3 separate regions of the Ovis aries genome follow, and all the other regions are linked to region 1. The links are chromatin contacts, called in public Hi-C maps. All regions are on one chromosome and are shown on one strand. The core of a region is the stretch at or near the end of the contact, and the rest is flanking DNA. Distances in the headings are between cores, read along the strand shown. Region 1 overlaps LOC121819090 (a long non-coding RNA gene). Region 2 has its middle 140 kb from the start of PLEKHG7. Region 3 has its middle 260 kb from the start of PLEKHG7.

What was found. A called contact is a pair of places that touch in the nucleus more often than the background predicts.
Region 2: a contact with region 1 is called in a Hi-C map of mixed tissues, with 4 times the contacts expected there. The contact joins two enhancer-like sites. A contact is called at or near these places in 3 of 16 Hi-C or Micro-C datasets (liver, mixed tissues and skin fibroblasts).
Region 3: a Hi-C map of liver shows a contact between it and region 1, with 4 times the contacts expected there. The contact joins two enhancer-like sites. A contact is called at or near these places in 2 of 16 Hi-C or Micro-C datasets (liver and mixed tissues).

Annotation. Positions count from the first base shown.
Region 1 is chr3:128,467,942-128,472,581 of ARS-UI_Ramb_v3.0, reverse strand. It overlaps LOC121819090 (a long non-coding RNA gene), which reads left to right. Exons shown (of 5, transcript XR_009600206.1): 4 at 1-4,640. Among named protein-coding and RNA genes, the nearest start is that of BTG1, 68 kb to the left of the region's middle. Within about 2 kb of position 1,996, at least 19 of the 54 cell types and tissues checked have an H3K27ac peak or open chromatin away from gene starts, as enhancers often do. A contact at or near this core is called in liver, where this site is marked.
Region 2 is chr3:128,938,654-128,943,293 of ARS-UI_Ramb_v3.0, reverse strand. No RefSeq gene overlaps it. Among named protein-coding and RNA genes, the nearest start is that of PLEKHG7, 140 kb to the left of the region's middle. Within about 2 kb of position 2,548, at least 16 of the 54 cell types and tissues checked have an H3K27ac peak or open chromatin away from gene starts, as enhancers often do.
Region 3 is chr3:128,819,099-128,823,738 of ARS-UI_Ramb_v3.0, reverse strand. No RefSeq gene overlaps it. Among named protein-coding and RNA genes, the nearest start is that of PLEKHG7, 260 kb to the left of the region's middle. Within about 2 kb of position 2,693, at least 3 of the 54 cell types and tissues checked have an H3K27ac peak or open chromatin away from gene starts, as enhancers often do. A contact at or near this core is called in liver, where this site is marked.

The sequences.
Region 1 (4,640 bases), core at 747-3,246:
CTGCTGGATCATCCAGGCATAAAAGTCCTTAGTGCAAGCCTTTGGGGGAGAAACGCTCCTAGGTCAATAGTTATTCTTGTAGAAACTAACTCAACATTGTAGAGCAACTATACTCCAACAAAATTAATCAAAAAATAAAGTTATTCTTTATTTTTAAATAGTTAAAATAGTTCTTCTTTAACTTTCTTTCTACTTGGCTCTTGGGTAGAATTAGCCACTTACTGTTATGTTGGAAGTTTCTTGTGAACACCTCTTTGGAAATTAGGAAAGACTGGATTCAAGGATGGAGAAGGAAATGGCAACCCACTCCAGTATTCTTGCCTGGAGAATCCCAGGGATGGGGGAGCCTGGTGGGCTGCCGTTTTTGCGGTCGCACAGGGTCGGACATGACTGAAGCGACTTAGCAGCAGCAGCAGGGTTCAAGGAGGAGGAGAAGATGGAGGGAAAACCTATTCTCAAATATTTCTCTATCCTTTGAAGATGCCATGTGAATAAAGGAGTGAGAGGAAAGATGTGTGGTTGCAGGAGGTGACCTTGAGAAAATCCAAGTGTATTTATTTGCTAGGACTGCCATAAGAGAGTAGTTGGTTTAAACAACAGACCTGGAGACTAGAGTCCAAGCTGAAGGTGCCAACAGGGTTGACTTCTTCTAAGAGCGGTGGGGCTTCTCCGGTGGCTGAGTAAAGAATCTGCCTGCCAATGCAGGAGATGCTGGTTTGATCCTCGGGTTGGGAAGATCCCCTGGAGAAGGAAATGACAACTTACTCCAGTATTCTTGCCTAATAAATCCCATGGACAGAAGAGCCTGGCGGGCCACAGTCCATGGGGTCGCAGAGTTGGACATGATTTAGCAACTAAACAACAACAGCAGCAAAGGCTGTGTGAGAGAATCTGTTCCCCTCCTGCCTCCTGGTTTCTGAGGATTTGCTGGTCATATATAGTCTTCCTGGGCTTAGGCATGCTTCATCCTGAATTCTGCCTTCATAGTCACATAACTGTCGCCCTGTGGGCCGCCTTGTCTCTGTATCCACATTTCTCCTCTTTCACGAGGGCACAGTCATATTGGAGTAGGGCCCCACCTCATGACCTCACCTTAACGTGATCATCTGCGGCCCCATGTTTCCAAATAAGGTTACATTCACAGGTATTGGAGGTTAGGACCTCAACATCTTTGGGAGAGAACCATTCAGCTTATAACACTTGGATTGACTGGAGGTGGAAAAATCCATTTTCTTCTTCTGTACCGAACTTCGATACGGAAGTTTCGGGGCTGTGCGTGAACGTTGCCTGTTGCTCACCGTCACAACTCACCAGTGCAAAGGCTGTTCTTTTCCACCTGTCTTGTGTTTATGTTCTCCTAAATAAGATTGCATATTGCTTTGTTACTAGCAGTGTAACTTTCTCCAAGGGAACGACTGTGTATGGTTTTGGAAAAGATGAATGGAATGAAATTTTCCATTTCAAGTATGAGAAATTGATCCAAACCATATAGTACTTCAGCAAGTAAGAACTGCTTTTAGATTCTTGCTAGCTGTTCTTTCACTCACAATTCCCCATCTCCGTCCCATGCAGGCATTCACATAATTCTAAAGCACACGCATGCATCTGCGTGCAGACAGACAGACAGACACACACACACAGAAAGTATGGTTTCCCAAAAGAAGACCTTGCTTTGGTCTGAAACAAGGCTACCCAAACAAGGTATTCATTTTCATTCCTCTGATGTAAAAGATTTCTTTTATCTTTTTTTTTTTCTGTTGTCTGTTTGGTTTTGTGTGTACGTGCGCGTGTGCACGTGTGTTTTATTACCCTCCACTGGTAGGTGATCGTCTCTTAGATGCCCAACCAGCTGTCTGCCGGCAGTAGAGGAAAAAGATAAACCCCTACTGGTTTCCCCCAGAGAAAACCTGCTTTATCTCAAGGAGCCGAGCTGCCAGGTGGGGTTGAGTAAACTCTGGGGTTACGATACAGTTGAGGCACAAAGTTCACCACCAACGTAAACCAGCCAGCCCAGTTCTGCTTTTTAATGTGCTCTAAACTGACAGAACTGAGCAATGTAAACAAGGGTGAAGCAATAGCTTCAGGAGCAAAAGGGGCCGAGATCTATTGACGACTAGTGGGTGAATTGGCTGCTTTAGCATCCTTATGCTTGGAATACCATTTTGTTAACTTGCCCACAAAACTTACTAGGAAATTAAGGCTGAGAGGGGAGAAGGTATGTGGAAATTTTAAGAGAGAAATTGTCCGTTGCCTGCTGGGCTTACAGAGTTAGAAGGACTTTATTATTAGAGCAACCACTTCAACCATCTTGCCTTACTTAGGCGAGGAAACTGACACTCGGGTAAATTAAATGCATGGGGCTGTATGCTTTAACGCAAAGTTTTGGGACCTTGGGTCGGTGTCTCTAACTTTGTAAATGGAGATACTAATAGGTGAACACTGTAGGTGATGGGTTGTTATGGGCCTTTAATGAGAGAGCACGGTCTGCGTTCCTAATGTGTCACCTTGTGAGCTACCTTTCCTCCTTAGGCCGGGATTACTCAGCTAATTAGTCCCAGAAGAGGGACTTGACATCATTTCTTAGCTGGATGTTTTACCTTTGCCTGTGTTACCTCAGCTAAGAAGCACATGATTTTGGAAATCCCCAGAAGAATGAGCTCTACGGTTAAATGAAAAAGCTCTTTCCAAATAGTTGTTTCCAGCGGCTCCACCAGCAACTTTCGCCAGAGCTGTTAATAATTAACCAAGGGGAGTGACTGGATGGAAACTTATCCAGGCCTCTCCAACGTGTTGTTTGCCAGAAACGGCGTGAGAGGCAGCCAAAAGAAGGATGAGAGGAGAAAGCCAGGGGCCTGTGAAAACACGTGTGTGATCGAACGTCCTGGCTCTTGGACAGATGGAGCCGTGAGACACAGAAGCACTTTCTCCATTTGTGTGTTTACGGGTTCAGGACCTCATTTCAGATCCAGAAGAGTGGACCAAGGCTCTCGGTTTTCTCAGTGGTGTTTACTTACTCGATAGATAAAACTGATTAGTGACTTTCTGCAGCTTTATCTGAATCCCAGTCACTGTTTTGATGCTGTGACCTTAGTAAGGGATCACATACAGTGGGTTTTGGAAGAGAATGGGGACGAATGGAGGGAGCAGGAGAGAAGGAGTGTGTTTGAGCATCAGGCATTGTTGTCCATGCTCTGGTGCTTGGCAATGCTGCATCGAGACCGGAGGTCAAAGAATGCTTAAGCTAGATACAAAAATAGAAGAAGAACCGAGGACCCCTGACTTCTCTCTAAAACACCAGTGAAGAAATTGTTCAGTGCCAGTGGTGGGCTGCCAGGTGAAGCCTGTGTCCCTAACTTTGCTCACTTTCACTGTTTAGTTCCACTGAGCAGTTGGTAACATGGCTATGTCACTGGAAGCTGTCTTTTCTCAGGAATGATCAGACGCTTGTCCAACAATGTCAAAGTAAGGCCAGATCGTTTTCCCACCCAGTTTCAGAATGAGAGGTCAAAGTGCTCCAGGTGATGTGAATTGATAGCCACCCCAAGTTATCAAACACTCAGAGGCTGTCCGGGCCACCACCGTGCAACAGTTGCTCAATGGTTCCTTGTTGAGCAAATAAGTGACGGAAGAGGCTAATGATGAAGGCCGTTGCCCTTGATTTAGATGACTCACACCAACCTTGACTTGTTGGGCAACTATCCTTTTATTGATGGTAACTTGTTGAATTCCACTTTTAAATCCAGACACTAAAGAAAACAAAGCACTATCACTAAGAAGCAAATGAGATGGATGATTTCATTTGAATTTTTCAAATGTTCAGCTCTCACGTTACAGAAGTTTAAGTGGGACTCCTCTCTTGTTGAAAAGAAAGATATTAATATCTTCACTGTAGGGTTGCTGTGAGGATTAATAAGTCAATACATGCTTAGGACACTGTCAATAGTGAGGGCTCAGTAAGCATTAGGTTTTATATTACCATGTTTGATCTTGCTTTTGAAATAGTTTTTCTTTTCTGGTTATAATTTTTCATGTGCACACATTGTGTAGTTTTGCATAAATACATCCATTATTTCACACATATATTTATCTCTTACTTAGAGAAGTCTTGTTTCTTTCTTTTTTAATTGAAACACAGTTGATTCACAAAGTTGTGTTCATTTCAGATCTACAACAAAATGTTTCAGTTATATATAACTGAATCATTACATACTTTTTCAAATTGTTTTCTTTTATAGGCTATTACAAAATATATATTGAGTATAGTTAGTTTTGTTTTATTCTTGATGTTTAGCCTCGTCTTCCGTCTCTTTTCTCCTTTGCATCCCCTCTGCACCCCTCTCTGGCGTGTAGCTATTGTTAGTGACCTGATGCATGCTTCACATTTTCCCCCTCGCCCATACGATCACATCTATGCATATTATACTTACATGTGTTTGTGGGGGTGATCTGTCTATTTTTTGTTTCATGACCATTGAATAATGCACATTTTCTTTCTCTTGCTATTTTTTACTATTTCTTTGGCTGCTCTGAGTCTTAGTTGTGGCACACGGGATCTTTGATCTTTGTTGTGGCATGTGGGACCTAGATCCCTGACCAGAGATTGAAACCAGCGCCCGCCTGCCCCCCGCACCCCCCCGCCC
Region 2 (4,640 bases), core at 1,299-3,798, 470 kb before region 1:
CCTAGGAATAAAATATCCATTTATCCATCTTAAGTTCATAGCTCATACCTGGCAGGTGTGCCTGAGATACATATTAAGCATCCTTAAGGGGTTGATTAAGATCAGCTACATAATCTAGAAAGATCAGTGGTGAATAAGTCTTTCTGATTAAAAAAAAAAAAGCACTGATGGTTAAGATATTATATTGTAAGACCTCTTCCAGGCCTGATTTCTCTAAATACTAATTAGCTTGGTTGATGGGATAATGCTGTTGTTGCTACAGGGGCCGGGGCTGGATGGTGGGGTCGGAGGTGGTGGAAGGGGAGCTGGTGCTGTTCAGAGGCCAAAGGCACAGAAATTGACCTATAAACTCAGATTTGCCAAGCCCTCACCACTGTGCCTGCGCTTTCCTTGTGGCTCAGCTGGTAAAGAATCCACCTGCAATGTGGGAGACTTGGCTTCAATCCCTGGGTTGGGAAGATCCCCTGGAGAAAGGAATGGCTACCGTCTCCAGGATTCTGGCCTGGAGAACATGGGGTCACAAAGAGTCAGACACAACTGAGTGACTTTCACCACTGTGCCTAGGGGGAATATGGACCACCTAGCGTGAGTAGACTATTAGTATTAGTGGTAATAATAATAATTAACATCTTTTGAAGACTATGTGTTTGTACTGTATAATGAATGCATTATCCATCTTTAGTCCTCTGCACAAACCTGGGAGGTTCTACTTTATAAATGAGAAACAGACTCACAGAGCTTCACCAACTACATGACACAGACAACCAATGAACTCCTTGGAGGTTCAGATCCATACCTTTGTGTCTCCAAAGCTGGAATCTAAGGGATCATGTGGTGTTAACTGTAGATGAGTGGTTCCAAGTACACTTATGAAGAATTACTTTAAAGTCATTACCTGTTTATTCAGCAACTACTTACCACTGCTTATTTTAGGATGAGCAATAGACTCCTAAACAAAAGAGGCATGGCCTCTGCCATCATGGTGAGGGAGGAAAAAAAATCAAGTAATTACACAAACGAGCGTCTAAGAACAAACTATGCTGTGTGCTATGACGGAAAGGCATAGAAAGATGGATGAGTACATCACAAGGGGACCTAACCTAATTTATCAGATCAGGAAAATCTGTTTGGAAGCAATGGTGACTGAGTAAATACCAGGAGGATGACTGTAGTTAACTGGGAGGAAGGGGAGGGACCTGGGAGAAGAAAATTCCTGGCAGAATGAAGGGCATGTGCAAAGGCCTGAAACAGAAGGAAAGAACTTTTAGTCTGTGGTCAGTAGACGCTGCTGGCCTGGGGGATAAATTTAGGTTATAGATGTTTGTTTTGGCTCACAGACTCTTCTGGAAAATTTTAAGCCTTCAAGAGGAAATGTTGCATAAATATTCTGACTTCAAGCTCCTTTCAGAAAAGCATAAGGTCTGACAACCCTCGGCCCTCAGGGCTTCATGGCACCAGTGACAAGCGCTGAGTGTGTGACCAGTTTAGGTGGGGCGTACACTGTCCATTTCACCAGTCTCTTCTGCTCATTCTTGTCTCCCCAATGCTGAAGCAAGCTTCAGTTACCATCTGTCATCATATTTGCACTGTTGCAGTTCTTATACTGGAGAATTCTTTCTTTGTATCCCTGTCTCAATAATAAATGAAAGTTAGACCAAGAGAACCATGTGCTTTCCCTCAAACTCAGCATGTACCGTATTTCTTGGTAAATGTGGGCACTTAAGTCCCCCTTCCACTCCTATTTTGGTGGAAACAGAATAAAGGCTAGTAGTACGTACCACGTTAATGGCCTAAAATATGTCGACTTTCTCCTCAACTGCAAATGCTTAGTGAGACTAAGACATGCCTTAGACACTGTGAACTCCCCACCATAATAGGCATGGAGAGCTGAATATAAATTGATTTTTAGTCACAGATATAAAAAATGCTGGTCTACATTTCTAAATGTAGGACAGTACCTGTTTTTAATTGCTACTCAATTTATTAAGCATGATAGATCATAAGATAGCCCTTGTCCCAGAAATATATGTTACTCGTTCCTTCCTTGGTCAGATAAATTTAACTTGGCATCTCCAAACCACTGCTCCTTAGCCAGACAGCACAAATTAATTCTGAACTTTTCTTAAACATTTATAAACATGTCAAGTAATGCAGACATCTCTGGTATGGTTTAAGAGTCCTGGGCTGTGATACAAGAAACCACTTTACTTTATACAATTAACACATTCCCACAGTCAGAGTGTAAATCACACCACACATTCAGAACACTAGAGAAACTCACTGAGGGAACTTGTGATGAATCATTTTGTAAAGCAGAGAATTTGAATGTAATACCCAACATCCCTCATTAATAATTTTTTGCAAGAGCAAAGGATTTAATAAAGTACATATGCATCATACATGTGATATGATGCCTCAATGTCAGTTTCCTTATTTGTAACTAAAATTAGTTGATTTTGGTGTTTGCCTTGACATCCATTCTTTCCCCATGTTGTCAGTGTGACTAAGCCCTGTTACAAGTCAAATCTTCAGCTCAGACTCAACCAGCAGAGGGTACTGTTTGAGCGTTTAAGTGGACTTCCCATCTTTGTCTTACCCATCCAAAGAAACAATTTCTGAATAATAGTCAGGGACAATATTCAATAGGCAAGTTCTGGCACGATAATAGACAGCAACGATCATGTTGCAGCATCGTTTTGCAGGAAATTACCTTTGTTCTCTGCTGCTCACAAAGGACATATGCAAAATGGACCTGTGGTTCCTGGTGGTAAATGTCTATGAAAGGTAGATGAAGAAGGTTCATAGTTACAGAGTAGAATCTCCTTCTAAATTTACCAAGTACTTATATCCCTTTTAGGTTTAGGGTTCTGAATCAAGATATCAGCCCCATGTGTTCTCAGCTTACTGGTGAATGATAATGAATAATTCCTGCAGTAGCAAATGACATAATAAAATAATCAGGCAGCCTGTGCGCATTGTAAATCAATGAGCACAGATGTCTCCAAATGGAGGGGATATTTGAAGATACTTGACATCTTGCTGAGTTCGGAACACTTGAGGGTGGGTTAGCGCCTATTTATTAAAATAAAGTGATCATCTTCCCACTCTAAAATCAAGCTCAGCATTAAATATAATTAAAAATATTGTAGAAGACTTTATCCCTTAATATTCACAGAACTTTGATCAACTTTTGTATAGTAGTGGATCACACATTTCTTAGTAAAATTTCTATGTTTGTATTTTTACATTAATAATTTAAACATTTTTATTGAAACAAAAACCACACATGATAACAACAACAAAAAAGATAAAAACCCTTGCACTAAAAAGCAGTAGTTCTCTGCCTACTCTTTCTTGTTTTCAGTCTTTTCTCAGATGCAACTTTTACCTTTTATAACGGGTTCTTTTGGTTATTTACCTCCATATCTTTAAGCAATATCCGTATACTGCTAAATCTTGGGTTATTAGTTTCGGGTATTATGTATTGTCTTTCTGTGCTGATTCATGAGAATGTAACTTGATTAAGTCATTCAATACCTAGTTTACGCATATCTCGACTTTAGATCTTTATTGGTTACCTATGCGCTTCTAGACACAATACTTACTCCTTTTGCAACTTTAAGTGAGACGCTTATTCTTTTAACAAGAGACAGTGTATTTTGTGTCCCTGTCTTTTCAGTTCTTCTCTCCCACTTCTCCCTCCCAATCTGTACCTCTTGTAATCTGTACCTCTACAATATCAAGACTGTTAAACGTTTGCCTTTCATCATCATTCTACCATCTTTGTCTATAGGTTGATTCTAAAATTGTAAGCCGGTAAGTCGTGCTTATATTGAGACTCAAGCTTGTTTATTACAGTATCACATAGTATATTATTATTATACTTCTTACACAATTTTTAATTTTTCTGGAGTTTCTAATTGTCTTTTTCTTTTTTTCTGTGGTATTTGCCTTTCTTGTGTTTGCTTTTTTTGGGTGGGGGGTCCATTCGGGGATTCTGTTAAGTTTCTCCAGAAACTACTTTCTTTTGAAGCTCTTCATCTTGCTACCCTTAATCAGTACTTGTTATGTAGGCTGGCTAACGGGAATCATCCTGGTGTTATTTTTCTTTGTTTCATCATTTCTGGAATGTGAGTCTTTTGCTTTCTTCATGGACTTCTTTCTGATGCAGTACATACTGACCAAAATTCCCTAAGAAAGGATATGTGAGATGCAACTTTTTTGATTCTTTGAATATATGAAAATCAGCACCTGCAAGTGAGATCTAAGTTCACACTTGAGTAATAATTTAATGAGATACAGAAAATATGAAATTACGCAGAATTTTAAAGGCAGTGTCTCTTTTTCTTGGTCATCTGTATTGCTGATGTGAAGTTTTGTGCCCGCTTGATTCTGATTCTTTGATGATCTGCTTTTTCTTTCTGCTTTTTTTCTTTCAGGAAAAGTTATCAACAGAGGCTTTTTTAACAGTTACTGGTGGGCAGTTCCAATCTGAAATTTTAGTCTTTCTGCTATCCAAAATGCTCCTATATTAATCCCTTCCATTTTTTCTCCCTTCCATTTTTGCTACTTACTTTCCATAACTCCTGTTAATTGCCTATTAGTTCTCCTGATTCAATCCTTTTGCCTTTAAAAATTTT
Region 3 (4,640 bases), core at 1,444-3,943, 350 kb before region 1:
AACATCTACCACCATAAACAATAGCTGAAGCTGTTCCAGAGGCTTGGCTGATGTGTGAATGGACTTGTGTCCTAAAAATTAGAGAGAGAGAGCACTTAACACATCCCTACTGCTTAATTTCTTCAGAGTTCAGGCCCTGTTCCAAGGAATGAATTATATTTTCTCTGCAGCAGCTAAGATCCGGGGGGTATCCTCTGTCTGTGTCAACTGCACCCTATCACAGACAAATACTTGTAAAAACTAAAATGTCTCAGTACATTGACAATAAAATGTCATCAGTGTGTCCCTGTGACTGATCTGTGCAAAGTCAAGTCATTTCTTTGAAGTCAGCTGAGAATACCAGGGGCCCTTCTTTCCTCCAGACACATGGAAGTGGGAGAACAGCTGCTCTTTGTTTCAGGAAAGGACAGGGCGAAGGTTAGTTCATGGGTAGAGTTTCCTGTTTGTAATGTCTGAATCCAAGGGAGGTGCCAAGAATTTTGAAGGTTTTATTCAAGGGAAGATAGTTTCTTATTGGGACAGAATTGCAATGAAAGTACAATTTCCTCCCCAGTTGATGTCTTGGTCCTTCAGAAGTACCTACGATTAATCATACAATTGTCTTGCTAATGGCCATTTGATGGTTGTCCTTTATCTACCAAAGAATGTCCAAACACTTTAGCCCTCTCCAAACTCTACCAAGAATTATTTGCAATTCTATGAACTCTTCTTGTTCCCCTGTGCTGGGAATGGCTTTTCTACAGCTTCACCTGGACAACTCACCTGTTAAGATTCAGCAAAGGTGTCATCTTTGCTTAGTAGCCTTTTAGTAATTATCAGTTAGTATTCACACCTCTTCTTTGTGGTCTCAAAGCATCCCATGCTTTCCTCTGTCTAGAGTGTTCTCCAACCTGCCTGCAGAATGGAATCACCTGGAAATTTATCAAAACACAACACCCAGACCCTACTGAGAGACTTTGTTTCCACTGGTCTAGGTTGGAGTCAAACTGAAACCGGGCAATTCTAATGTGCAGCCAGTGTTGAGAACCACTGATTTATTGTAGACCTTATGACATATTATATTAAAAGCTTTGTGTTTATCTTCTCCCAGATTAAGTTTCTTGAGGACTGGAATTATTTTATATTAAGAGACATGTCTTCTGATATTTAAAAACGCCAAATACTAGGAGGTGCCCAATAAGTCATTTGTGAAGAATGAATGAATAATTAGTATATACATATCTCAACCTCCCTTTCACTTATGTTTAGAAGCTCATTTATGTGCAGTGCAGTTGCTCAGAGTAAGAAACTGTGGAAAATAGAATTGATATGGGTCCCAGGTGTTTGGGGACAAAAGATACATTCTAAGAGAGGTGTCTGAGGAAACACAATAAGGGCTGAAAGAAAACCTGGGAAATTTTGAATTAATTAATAGCAGGTGCTAAAAGACAAAACCAACCATGCAATCTGACCTGAATAGAATTTGGGAAGAGAGGCTAATGCAAGAGATTCTGGGCTGGAAATCAGAAGGGAACAACCAACTTAACATGTAGGAGACTGAGAAGCAATTAAATTCTCCCTACACAGGATAGAAATACAAGACACATGGACTCTCTCCAGAAGAGACTTAGCTTTCCCTTAAGTCCAGAGGCTATAAGTCAAGGTACCCTAGTAGCTTGAAGGCGAGCCTGCACAGCAAGATGTTGAGCATCCCTGGACATGTTTTGTGGCTCATAGTATGTGCTCAGTGCTTTATATATTTTCCCACATAATATGCAGGATTAGGCTTATGAAGGAGCCTTTATCTTAACAAGTTTTATAGATGAGGACACTGACGTTTAGGAGAACTAAGTCCCAAGCCACCTATATTACAATGGGTAAATGTCACCTCTTACATGGCCAGTGAACCTTCCTGATCAGATGATTCTCTGTGGAGGGGAGTTACTTGAAAATATGGAAGGATGGACAAGAGCTCCAGAGTCTCAATCCAAGAAGAGAGGTTTCTCCTTCAGGTCTTGCCAGTGGACCAGGAGATAGCAGGTAGAAGGAACCTTCTGTGGATGGTTGGTGTGTGTTTTGATTTTAAAGAAACGCCTATTTGTGTGTGCCCAGCACCATGAAGTAGCCTTGGACAGTGAGAACACAATGCTGTCCACTTCTGGACTCGTAGTGCACGTATTTGTGAAAGTGTGTGCCCTTTTTCAGAAGAGGGAAGATGAAAGAGAACACTTGGAATCTTTCAGTGATTCTACAAGATGGAAGAGTGTTTAGGTATAAAGTTTGGACTGTTTTTATTTTAAAGAATGACCTATGAATTCATTACTTTCATAACATGGGATTTTGGTTTTACTTTCTATAATAAGTCATCAAAATTTTAGTCTTGTAATATTTGGTTTCCCATTTTAAGCGGAATTCCCACTCCCACAGTCTCCCTCTTGACTATTGACAGTCTGTGTTTCAGGAAGCTTCTTCTCTCTCATCTTAATAAACTTTTAAGTTCCAAAACAAAGTCTGATCTTAACTATTAGTTTAACCAATCAGTTTAGTCTGTCTACATAATGGTGCAATGAAGATGCTTGCAGATATTGATTCCCTAAAGTCAACTTCCCTTACCAGTCAGCTGTGATGACTAGTTCGTCTGGAATAGTTCCTGCAGTTCCAGCCTTTGTGCCAAGCACGTTGCAGCTGCTGGCCTTCCCCTCAGCCCTGTACACAATTCCCGTCTGTGGAAACTATAATCACCTGCTGGAAGAGATACTTGCTTGTCCACACTGCAGGAGGAGGCTGGAGTTGGGACATTTCTTTGGCTTGCTGGGAAATAACCTGGACTTTAAACTTAGCTGAACCTAGGTTCAAATACTGACCTTGCTGTTTGTAAGCACTTTCAGGGCTAAGGGAAGCTCAACAAATGTTGCTTTCCTCCCTGTCTGCCTTTGAGAAACAGTGCAACCTTCTTTCCAGTGGATCATTTCTGTGATCCAACCACATGGACATTCCGTCCAGCACATCCACACCAAGAGCACGTGGTTATGGATTGTGCTCTCTGTTGCCTTTGGTTCTTTCTCACAAAGCCTGCATTTCAGAAACAGCTCGTGAACAGTCTGTATTTCACAGTGATTTTTTAATCTCACCTTTCTCTAGATGTGGATGTTCTATGACTCCTGGCTTCCTGACATGTGAAAAAATATGTTCCTTCTCTCAGTCTGTGTCTCCTGATAACAAGTTCAGATGAGCCTTTTCTAAATAATGAAAGAAAAGGTGGCCACCACAGGCTTTTATAACTGACCTTATTTCAGAATTCGGTTGGTAACTCTTAACTCACTTTCCAGAGAGAGGCAGTGTGTATGTGTGTGTGTGTGTGTGTGTGTGTGTGTGTGTGTGTGTGTGTGTGTGTTAGTCACTCAGTCATGTCTGACTCTTTGCAACCCCATGGACTGTAGCCTGCCAGGCTCCTCTGTCCATGGAATTCTCCAGGCAAGAATACAAGAGTGGGTTGCCATTTCCCTCTCTAAGGGATCTTCCTGACCCAGGATTGAACCCAGGCCTTCTGCATTGCAGGAAGATTCTTTCCCATCTGAGCCACCAGGGAAGCTAAGAATCTCTCTAGAGGTAGTCAAAACAAGTGGCAGTGCCTAACCTTGGCATGTTCCCTGGCCCTCTGTGGTCCTGTGTTTGATCCTCTTTGTGAAAGGCAGATAGTGTTATGTGACATCTAAGGTTCCTTCCTCCTCTAAACCTTCCAGCCTCTAACCCCAGGCTACTGCTTGCTGATTTATAAGACAATATATTGACTTGCCTGAAGATATTAAATGGCAAATATTTAAGAACTCTGGTCCTTCTCCACTTCTTTATGTCTAGGTTATAAAATTATGGTAATGATTACTTTTTCATTACTCACCTCATCCCATAAAACACCTCTCACTACATAAATGCACATAGGCTTTTTTCAACAACTACTACTCATTTTGTTGAAGGGAATCAGGTCCTTGATAAAGGCCAGTAAGAGAGCACCAGCTTTCTGCTAGTAGACTTTACATTCTCTCTGGGCAAAAGGTTTACTGTGGCTGAGACCAATACAGCGTCATCCAGTGGTCCTCTCCTAAGGGAGAGTTACCAACTACTCATTGCTGCTGCTGCTGCTGCTGCTAAGTCACTTCAGTCGTGTCTGACTCTGTGCGACCCCATAGATGGCAGCCCACCAGGCTTCCCCATCCCTGGGATTTTCCAGGCAAGAACACTGGAGTGGGTTGCCATTTCCTTCTCCAATGCATGAAAGTGAAAAGTGAAAGTGAAGTCGCTCAGTCGTGTCCAACTCTTTGCGACCCCGTGGACTGCAGCCTACCAGGCTCCTCCATCCATGGGATTTTCCAGGCAAGAGTACTGGAGTGGGGTGTCATGGCCTTCCCCAGACTACTCATTAGTTGCCCCAAATGCTGGTAACATGTGCCACGAGGTTGAGGAGAATAGAAGGAACATTTACCAGAAAGAAAATTTAGACATAATAGGTTCTTCCTTCTGGGTCTCCCCCTCTATTGCTACTGTTAAACTGAAACCTTTTACATTGAAATCTTGTTTTCCTTTTTTTATACTCATGACCACGCTTCAAAGCAAGTCTTATACCTCCTTTGCAGCTGAGAATATGGAGGCTCTGAGATGTTAAT